Regions from separate parts of the Sus scrofa genome. Here regions 2 and 3 are each linked to region 1. The links are chromatin contacts, called in public Hi-C and HiChIP or PLAC-seq maps. All regions are on one chromosome and are shown on one strand. Each heading gives the region's core, a stretch centred on a gene start, on an enhancer-like site or on the middle of the called end of the contact. The rest is flanking DNA. Distances are from core to core; before and after follow the strand shown.

What was found. Hi-C and Micro-C count contacts between places; a contact is called where the count stands out from the background. HiChIP or PLAC-seq counts read pairs in DNA pulled down with a chosen protein or histone mark.
Region 2: an H3K27ac HiChIP or PLAC-seq map of alveolar macrophages shows a contact between it and region 1. The contact joins the promoter of DBN1 here to the promoter of MXD3 in region 1. A contact is called at or near these places in 1 of 5 promoter capture datasets (fetal liver) and 1 of 2 datasets of contacts at active chromatin or transcription factors (alveolar macrophages).
Region 3: a Hi-C map of skeletal muscle shows a contact between it and region 1, with 5 times the contacts expected there. The contact joins the promoter of NSD1 here to the promoter of MXD3 in region 1. A contact is called at or near these places in 1 of 47 Hi-C or Micro-C datasets (skeletal muscle) and 1 of 2 datasets of contacts at active chromatin or transcription factors (alveolar macrophages).

The regions. Positions count from the first base shown.
Region 1 is chr2:80,635,678-80,638,377 of Sscrofa11.1, forward strand. MXD3 (MAX dimerization protein 3) reads left to right here and starts at 1,306. Exons shown (of 6, transcript NM_001244104.1): 1 at 1,306-1,782; 2 at 2,048-2,153. The coding sequence starts at 1,713. LMAN2 (vesicular integral-membrane protein VIP36) reads left to right here. Exons shown (of 8, transcript XM_013994865.2): 8 at 463-491. The coding sequence ends at 476.
Region 2 is chr2:80,479,163-80,481,862 of Sscrofa11.1, forward strand. It overlaps DBN1 (drebrin), which reads left to right and starts at 1,441. Exons shown (of 14, transcript XM_021084369.1): 1 at 1,441-1,783. The coding sequence starts at 1,698.
Region 3 is chr2:80,807,579-80,810,278 of Sscrofa11.1, forward strand. It overlaps NSD1 (histone-lysine N-methyltransferase, H3 lysine-36 and H4 lysine-20 specific), which reads right to left and starts at 1,419. Exons shown (of 23, transcript XM_003123667.6): 1 at 1,196-1,419; 2 at 1-65. The coding sequence starts at 48.

The DNA.
Region 1 (2,700 bases), core at 56-2,555:
TTCAATTTGATCCCTAGCCTGGGAACTTCCATATACCGCAGGTGTGGCCCTAAAAAGACAAAAAGTTTTTTTCTCAAGGATCTGAGGACTGACTGCCATGTGCTATGTGTTTACCCAGGACTGTCTCTTTTTAAAGAATCTAGGGATTTCCTGTTGTGGCTTAGCACTAAGGAGCCCAACTAGTATCCATGAGGACGCAAGTTCCATCCCTGACCTTGCTCAGTGGGTTAAGGATGCTGCCTTGCTGTGGCTGTGATGTAGGCCTCTAGCTATTGCTCTGATTTGACCCCTAGCCAGGGAACTTCCATAAGCCGCAGGTGTGGCCCTAAAAAGCAAAAAAAAAAAAAAAAAAAAAAAAAAGAATCTAGTTCCTACTTCTCCATCCTCTCCTTTTCCGGGTCACAGACCCAGCCCCAGTCTGGCGGTAATGCTCCACCCTGTAACAGCTGCTTTCATCTTCAGGTCTCCACCCTTAGGCTTCACCGCCCCCTCAGGTGTGACGACACCTCGTGGTGCTACCCATAGAAGTCACTGCATCTTCTTCAGGAGGCTATAAAGTCACGTTAAAGAAGGGCCCATGGACTCCGAGTAAGACGACCAGGGGCCCTGTGGGAGGAAGAAGCCTGCATCAGGTTGCACCAACCTTAAGACACCAGGAGCTTCTACAAACTGCACACAGCATAGGCATGGGTTCAGATCCTTCAAAGACGCCGTCCCAAGGCTTCTCGATCCTACAGGAAGGAAGGCATTTTCCTGAGAAGTATTGGTGACAAGAAGAATTGGTGTCGGCTCCAGAACCCTAGCAAATCAGTTCTCAAGTTGGTACCCTTCTGATGTTTTCATAGCGACAGTAGCTTCCCTGCAGATGAGGGGTTGGAGGAGCCGGGAGACTATTCCCATCCGCCACAGTAGGAAGCTGAGGCCCAGTGGGCGTTACGGGGGCAGATGGCAAGCAGGCAAAGGTACAGACCCGGGAGCGCAGGAGCCAGATCCGCGCCCCTCTTCCCTGGCGCTTGCGCACTGCGGGCCCCATTCCCCGCTCAACTCCGCCCTCCTCGCTCGGGTTTTCAAATTTGAAACCTGCTCCTTTTCCCGCCCGAACATGTTGACCAGCGGCGGGAGAAGGCGGAACCGCGCGCAGCCAATGGTGCCTCAGAGGCCCCCCAGCCCCGCCCCAAGGTGAAGACAGCTGGCCGCAGGAGGCAATGGGCAAATGAGTGAGGGCGCCCGTCGGGCCCCGCCTCCGCCGTGCCCACGTGCAGCGGCGGAGCCAGGGGCCTCCTAGAGATCACCCGCCCCCAAAGCACCATTCTGTGTTCCGGCCTTTCGCCACCAGCACGGGGCTGGGAACTGAGGCCTAGAAACGCAAGTAACAGACGTGGAGTTGCTGAGCGAAGCTGTAGGACGCAGCAACCCTCCAGCCCAGGAGTTTGTCCAAGGGTCGGGCCTGGAGCCGAAGCTTGTAGCAGCCCTACAAGTCTGAGGGGGCGGGCGTGGTCGCGTGGGGTGGGCCGAGGTTCCCCGAGGTTCCCCGGCAAGTTTCAGGAGGGCGGGGCCAGGAGCTGGGCTGTCCCGGGGCGGGGCGGGGCGTCCTGGGGGGCGGGGCCGAGCGCCTGTGTTTGTTGCGCCGTGTCAGTTACATTGTAACAAAAGTGGTGCAGCCGCTCCTCCGGCCAGCACCGTAGGCCAGCCCGCCGCCAGCTGTCGCGGACATGGAACCCGTGGCCAGCAATATCCAAGTTCTGCTGCAGGCGGCCGAGTTCCTGGAGCGCCGCGAGAGAGGTGAGGAAGAACCCTTGGTTCTACTCGAGGCAGCGACCTCGTTGACATGGGCCTGGGCTGGACTTGGCTCCCAACTTGAAAGATGCATGGCTTTAGGGCAGTAGTTCTGGGGCACCCCTCCCTCACCTCAGAGGCGTCGGGCAGTGTGGTGGGAGGGCTTGGCGACATAGCCCTGTAGCCAGAAGGCCCTCCCTGATCCTACTGTGCCAGGGCCGCCCGCTGGTGTTAGCCCCAGCCTGACGCGGGCGGGGGTTCTCTCCCGCAGAGGCGGAGCATGGCTATGCGTCCCTGTTTCCGCACCGAAGTCCTGGCCCGGTCCACAGGAGGAGGCGGCGGTCCCCCCAAGATCCTGGCGCGCTGGACAGTGGGCGGTGAGGAAGGCTGGGGACAGCGGGGACCTGGGGTGGGGGATGGGCGCCGGCCCTCTTCGGGCCCCTCCACTGCCCACTTCATCCTTGTTGCTTGAATCGTCTGGGTCAGGTACCCTCCTCTGGAGGTATTCAGACTCCTCCTGCCGTTTCTCCCCTCCTCTCCCGCCCCTTAACACTCTTCGTTCAAGGACTCTTTCTCTGGTATGTTAGGAACTGTAAACCAGACACTTCTGGGTCTTGCGTCCCCTCACACTCTTACACTCCACACTCTTACGTCCCCAAGCTTACTCCTTTGCTGTCTTCTCAACCCTTTGCACATGCTGTTCCCCCCAGTTGGAATGCCTCTCTGTCCACTACCCATTTTGAATAACTTGTGTTGCTGGGCTTAGTTCAGTTGTCACCTGTGTCCAGGAAGCCCTTCCTGATTGCTGCTGGGGTTCTGATTTGGACCCCACAGTCACCTGGGCAGGCCTCTGTCAGCATTTGGCCTCCTTACTCTCTCTGCCTCTGCCTGGCGACTCAGGTGCCTGAAGCCAGTACGAGCTCC
Region 2 (2,700 bases), core at 191-2,690, 160 kb before region 1:
GTGTTCTGAGCTGGGATAAGTCAAAGGAAGCAGGAAAGGACTGAGGCCTGAAATCCTTCTCCCAGGTACCCTTCAGCCCCACTGTGGGGTCTCCTCTCTCCCCAGAATCTTAGTGACTCTGCCTGTGACCTGCTCCAAGTGGGAGCCACGAAGAAACTGCCAGGGCCAGGGGTCCATGGGCATAATGGGTGCATAGAGTTCTCCAGAGGGGCCTGTGATGTATCTTAAGAGCTTTTTCCTACACCCAAACACTGTGACCCACTGCTGGAAACCAATGCACAATGCCCTCCTTCTCTTGGTACAGCTGGTTACCCAACTAAGAACTCAGAGACCCAGCCCAACCACCTTCCAGATTGGACCAGGAGTTTTCTCAGGTTCTGTCACCTCCTTTGAGAAGATGGGGTGGAAGACCTTGTAGCTGATGGTAAAGGCTTCTGAGAGCTGCAGAGGGTTTCGGGGTCTCAGCTCAGATGGGAGCGGAGATGCTCCAGGAGGCTCTGGCAGTCCCACTTCCCTGCAGAGGACTCTTCTGAGGCCCCAGTGTTGCCTGTGCTCAGAGCTTTGGGAAATAAAGGTGTCAGGAGGCTGGCCCTGGAGTGTCCTTGGAGGAGCCCTGCCCTGGGAATCTGGGGTTAGATGCTACTTCTGGAACTCGAACCAACTTGGGATTCCTCTGGGAGGGCTGAGGCTTGGGAGGGAAGGCAAAGGATTTCCTGGGCTGGCCCCATCTGAGAGGGCTCAGGGGGTGGCTGGTAAGAGAGGGGTGCACAGCATAGGGTGGGGCAAGGAAAGGGTAGAGGTTGGGAGTGCTGAGGTAAGAAACTGGGTTGCAGCTGGGGAATGGTTTAGGAGGTAAGGATGGAGAGATGTGGTTAGGGACAGGATCAGAATGGGAACAGCATAGGCTAGACGGAGGAGGGTGCGGCTAGGGATGGGGTCTGATGAATGGGTAAGGGGTGTGTGTCTAGCACTGGGTTGGGAGTGGGGCTGAAGCTGGGAGGGGAAAGAAATGGTCTGGATTTGGGGTGGAGATGAACAGGGCAGCGGACAGTGATGAGGATTGATTAGGAACGGGCCTTTCAGAGGTGGGGATGGGCTGCAGATGAAATGGGTTAGGGCTGGGAGGTTGGGATGGACCAGGAGTGGGGACGAGGCTGGAGTAGAGATCAATTAAGGACGGAATGGGGCTGGGCCGGATTGGAATGGAGTGGATTTGGGACCGAAGCTGGGCCTGCATAAGGGGTTGGTGAGGTGGGGACGGGCTGCGTTTGCGTCTGGGGGAAAGGGGTGAGGGCGTCAGGCGGGCTGGAAACACCCTAGGTGAGAGTTTGGGACGTGGGAAGGACAGCCCCCGGGCGCAGAGGGGTAGAGCCGCCCGGGCGAGGCGCGCAGGGGCTGCGGGCGAGGGGCGTGGGGGCGCCCGAGGCAGGCCGGGAAGGGGGGGCGGGCCTCCCCCTGGGCTGGGCCGGGGCGGCGCTAGGACCGAGCGCGCGGAGGGAGCGAGCCGGGCGGAGCCAGCGCCCCCCGCCCCCCGCCGGCCGGCTCCCCTCCCCCGGCCGCTGGCTCGCTCAGCTCGCAACGCTGCAGAGGCTCTGAGGCGGCAGCGGCGGCGCGGCGACTCCCTCTTTCCCTCCCTCCTTCTCCGTCCGTCCGTCCGTCCGTGCGTCTGTCCGTTCGGCTTCGGTCCGGCCCGCAGCATGGCCGGCGTCAGCTTCAGCGGCCACCGCCTGGAGCTGCTGGCGGCTTACGAGGAGGTGATTCGGGAGGAGAGCTCGGCCGACTGGTGAGCCCCCCGCCCCCGCCCCCCAGCCCCTTTGTCCCCGCGCTGCCGCCGCCGCCGCGCCTTTGTTTCCACCCGGCCCCGCCGCCCAGCAGCCGGGAGGGAGGGGGAGACCCCGAAATGGTGCAGCGGCCCGGGAGGGCTGGGGAGGGGCTGCCTTTGTGCGCGCCGGGGGAGGGGCCGGGCGGGCCAGGCGGGGCACCGGCGGCCCCGAGCGCCCGGAGGCGGCCCCAGTCGCGCGTTGGGAGCGGTGGCCGGACGCGAGCTGGGGAGACGCAGGGTCCAGATGTGTGGCCCGGGGCCTCCTGGCCCTTCGGGAGGCCATCCCCCGCCCCCTTCCCTCCGCCCCGGACCCGGGGGACAGGTGTGCACCGGGCGGCCAAGGGCACCTTCGCCACCTTCGAGCGGGCAAGGACCGGGCAGGGACGGGGCGGGGACCAGCTATGAGAGCGAGTGCAGTCTGCCCGGCCCAGCCCGGCCCGGCCAGAGCACAAAGGAAAGCCAGGGCGGGGGGAGGAGCAGAGCGGGCTGGGGGCCGGGGCGCCCCGCCCACCGGGGGGCCTCTCAGAGTTGGGGTGTGATGGAAAGACGTTCATTGCCACATAGCCACCGCCAAGTGACTCCTGTTCCCTCAGGGGTCGAGGAGGCAGGGATCCACAGCCCGATGGGGATTGCAGGGACCAGGCGGCTGGGTTGGGACATGCCAAAGGGACTGAACTGCCTGCCTAGGGAACCAGGTGGGGTTCCCGCGAGGAAGACCCCAGGGGCACTAATGTGGAGGGAGTTCCTGGAGAAGGATGAGGGGGTGAGTAGATCCACTGAGCCATAACCCAGTGGCCCAGTGGCAAGGGGCTCTCAGCTTCCTGCTGGGGGAGGAGCTGGCCTGCCTTCTCCCCCTCGTGCCAGCTGTTGTCTCCCAC
Region 3 (2,700 bases), core at 169-2,668, 170 kb after region 1:
AAAGGGCAGCAGACAATTTCTTCTAGATAGTTCACAGGTCTGATCCATCCTGGGCCAGCATCAACCTGGAATCCAAAAACACGGCAATTAATCTGAGTTTACAAGCCATTGACTCTTATCTTCAAAATGGCAGCCACTTCTCAAGGCCTAGTGGCCTCGATGCCATTCTTGCTGCACTTCATGGGCGGAAAAAGTTCCCCAGCTGACGATGGAAAAATGGCTTCGGGTGAGCCTCCGCAAACTCCATCTTCCCGGAGCTGGGGAGATCTTGCCACATGGAAACAGCCCGTCCCTTTTCCCTGCACTGCAGATTGGTGGACAATTGGGCTGATCTAAAATTAAAATCCCTTTGGCAGTAGAAATTTCCAAATCTCAAAGTAGAATCGTCCTCCCCTCCCCCGTTGGGGGTCCAACGGCAGGATCTCCCGAAGGGAGGGGGGCTGTAGGGATCGAGTGGGGGCTCCCGGAGGCTACACAAAAAGGTTATTACCCCCCCATCCTTCCTGACTCGCTCGGGCGCAGCGGTCACAATAGCGCTGCACCCTGCGCCCCAGCCGGCGCCGGAGCCTTTGCAGCGGCCGTGCTGAGGCCGTAGGCAAGTCGGCCGAAGCGGGTGCACAACGAAGCTCGCCTTCCTAACGGCAGGCCTGCTCGGTGCACGGCTGCAGGGCCCAGAGGTCGGAACGCGGCAGGGGGAGAAACGGAGGCAGCGGGTGAAGCCGAGTCAGGGCAGCAGCAGCTGCTACAGCTTGACAAACATGGCTGCTGCCGACGCCGCCGCCGCCTGCCCGGGCCGCGCTCCTTCCCGCAGGGCCGGCAGCACCTCCTGGCCGAGCCGATCGCACTCATCAATATTCAGCAGCAAGCAAAGTTTGCTGCAGGAGAGCAGCCGGCCCCGTGCCCCCAAGCCGGCTACCTGAGGGGAGGCGCAGGCCGAGGTGCGCGCGGGAGGCCGGTGGGGCACAGGCCGCGCGGGGAGGAAGTTCGCGGCGGCCCGGCCGGCTAGGCCTGAGCCCCGCTGGTAGTGATGGAGGGGGAGGGGGCCTGCGGCCGCAATGCCGCCGGCCACCAACCCTGAGCCGCACCCGGCCCTCCCCCGCGCCCCTCACCTCACGGCCACCACCATCTTCCCCGCCCGGCCGCCTCCTCCCTCCTGCTCGCGCCTGCCCGCCACCCACCCCAGCGCACTAGTTACCGTGCCCCGCGCCCCCTCCCGGGCCGGCTGGGGGGAGGGGGTGACCCTCATTACACTGGGGCGCAAGCGGAGCGGTGGGGAGAGCGCGGAGCCGCTCGCCGCACCCCCCTCCCCCCCGCGTCTCTCTTCAGGGTAGAAAGCAGCTAGCGCGACCTGCCCCGGCCTATTCCGCCGCCGCCTCCTCCTCCTCACACCCCCACCGCGCGCGCCCCCGCGGCGGCGCGTGCGACCGAGCGCCTCGCGCCGGCCCGCGTGCGGCTGGGGCCCCGAGTGCGCGCGCACCCCTTCCCCCACGGCGCGCGCTCCCTCGCCTCACTCTTCGGGGTTCAGGGCGGGTGAAGTCGGGCTCGCGAGCGCGTCGCCCAATCAGCGGAGCCGCCGCTGCCGCCCCCTCCCCTCCCCTGCGCGCCCGCTTGCGGCCCGGGCCTACGGGCCGGCCCGGCTGTCCGGGCGGGGCCTGAGGCGGGTTCCCCAGAGGCCTCGCGCGCCTCCCCAGAGTGTCCGGGCCTGCGGGCGTCGTGGGTGGCACTCCAGTGCCCTCACCTACCTCGGGGCGCTGCGCGGGCCCCGGGCTGCATACAACTCTAGCACCCTACCGGTCTCGAGCCCAGCCCCGGCGGCACCTGGCCGGGCTGGGGCCTGTCTGACCGCCCCGCCAGACCCGCTCGGGCCCGCGTCAGTCCCGGCCTCCATCTTAGGTTACAGCCCGGGTTCCCCATCCACTGGGCACCTGCCCTCAGCCCGCTCGGCTCGGCCCGAGGCCAAAGCAACCCCCCCTCCTGCCGCAGGGCTCACCTGGGGGGTTGGGATGGGGTCTTCGAGGCCTCAAACCCCGAACAGGCGCGGCCGCAGGTGAACCCCCTGCCCGGCCGCACCCCAAGCCCACACCACCACCACCACAGACCAAGCTGAGCAGGAAACAAAATGGAGGCAGTAGCTCGGGTCTGCCTCCCCGAGCCAAGCCTGTACAGCCCCAGGGCTCCCTCCTGCCGCAGGCCCGACGCCCGCGAGGCAGGGGGCTGGCTCGTCTGGGGCTCCAAAGGCAGCCGCCCTAGAGCTGCGCAGACAGGCCGGGGACTCGGCCCTGCGGTCCCCACGGCCCCTCACCCACCACTCCTTCCCTTCCCCCTCCTCCCCATTCCTCTCCCTCCCCCTGCCCGGCCGTGCGGGGTGAGCGGCTCCCGGGAGCCGGGTCGGGTCGGGTTACCCGCCCGGGCACTGCCCGCCCGGCCGTGGCCTCGGCGGGGGAATGAGGCCGGGCGACCCCCGCGCTGAGCCCACCCCCCCGCACCCGAGCCGGGCAGCAGCCTGACAGCTCTCCCGCACCTCGGCCTGCCGCCGTACGGCCCCCTCCCAGTGAGGCCAAGTCCCCAGCCTGGGCACCGCCAGCACGAAGCTCCCTCACCACCCCGGGGCCCAGGGGTCCTCGCTGCCTCGGGCGGGGCAAGGGGAGCGCTGGGGGAGGGGTCCACTAATCCCTGCACCGCCTCCGGTGCCTAGTCCCG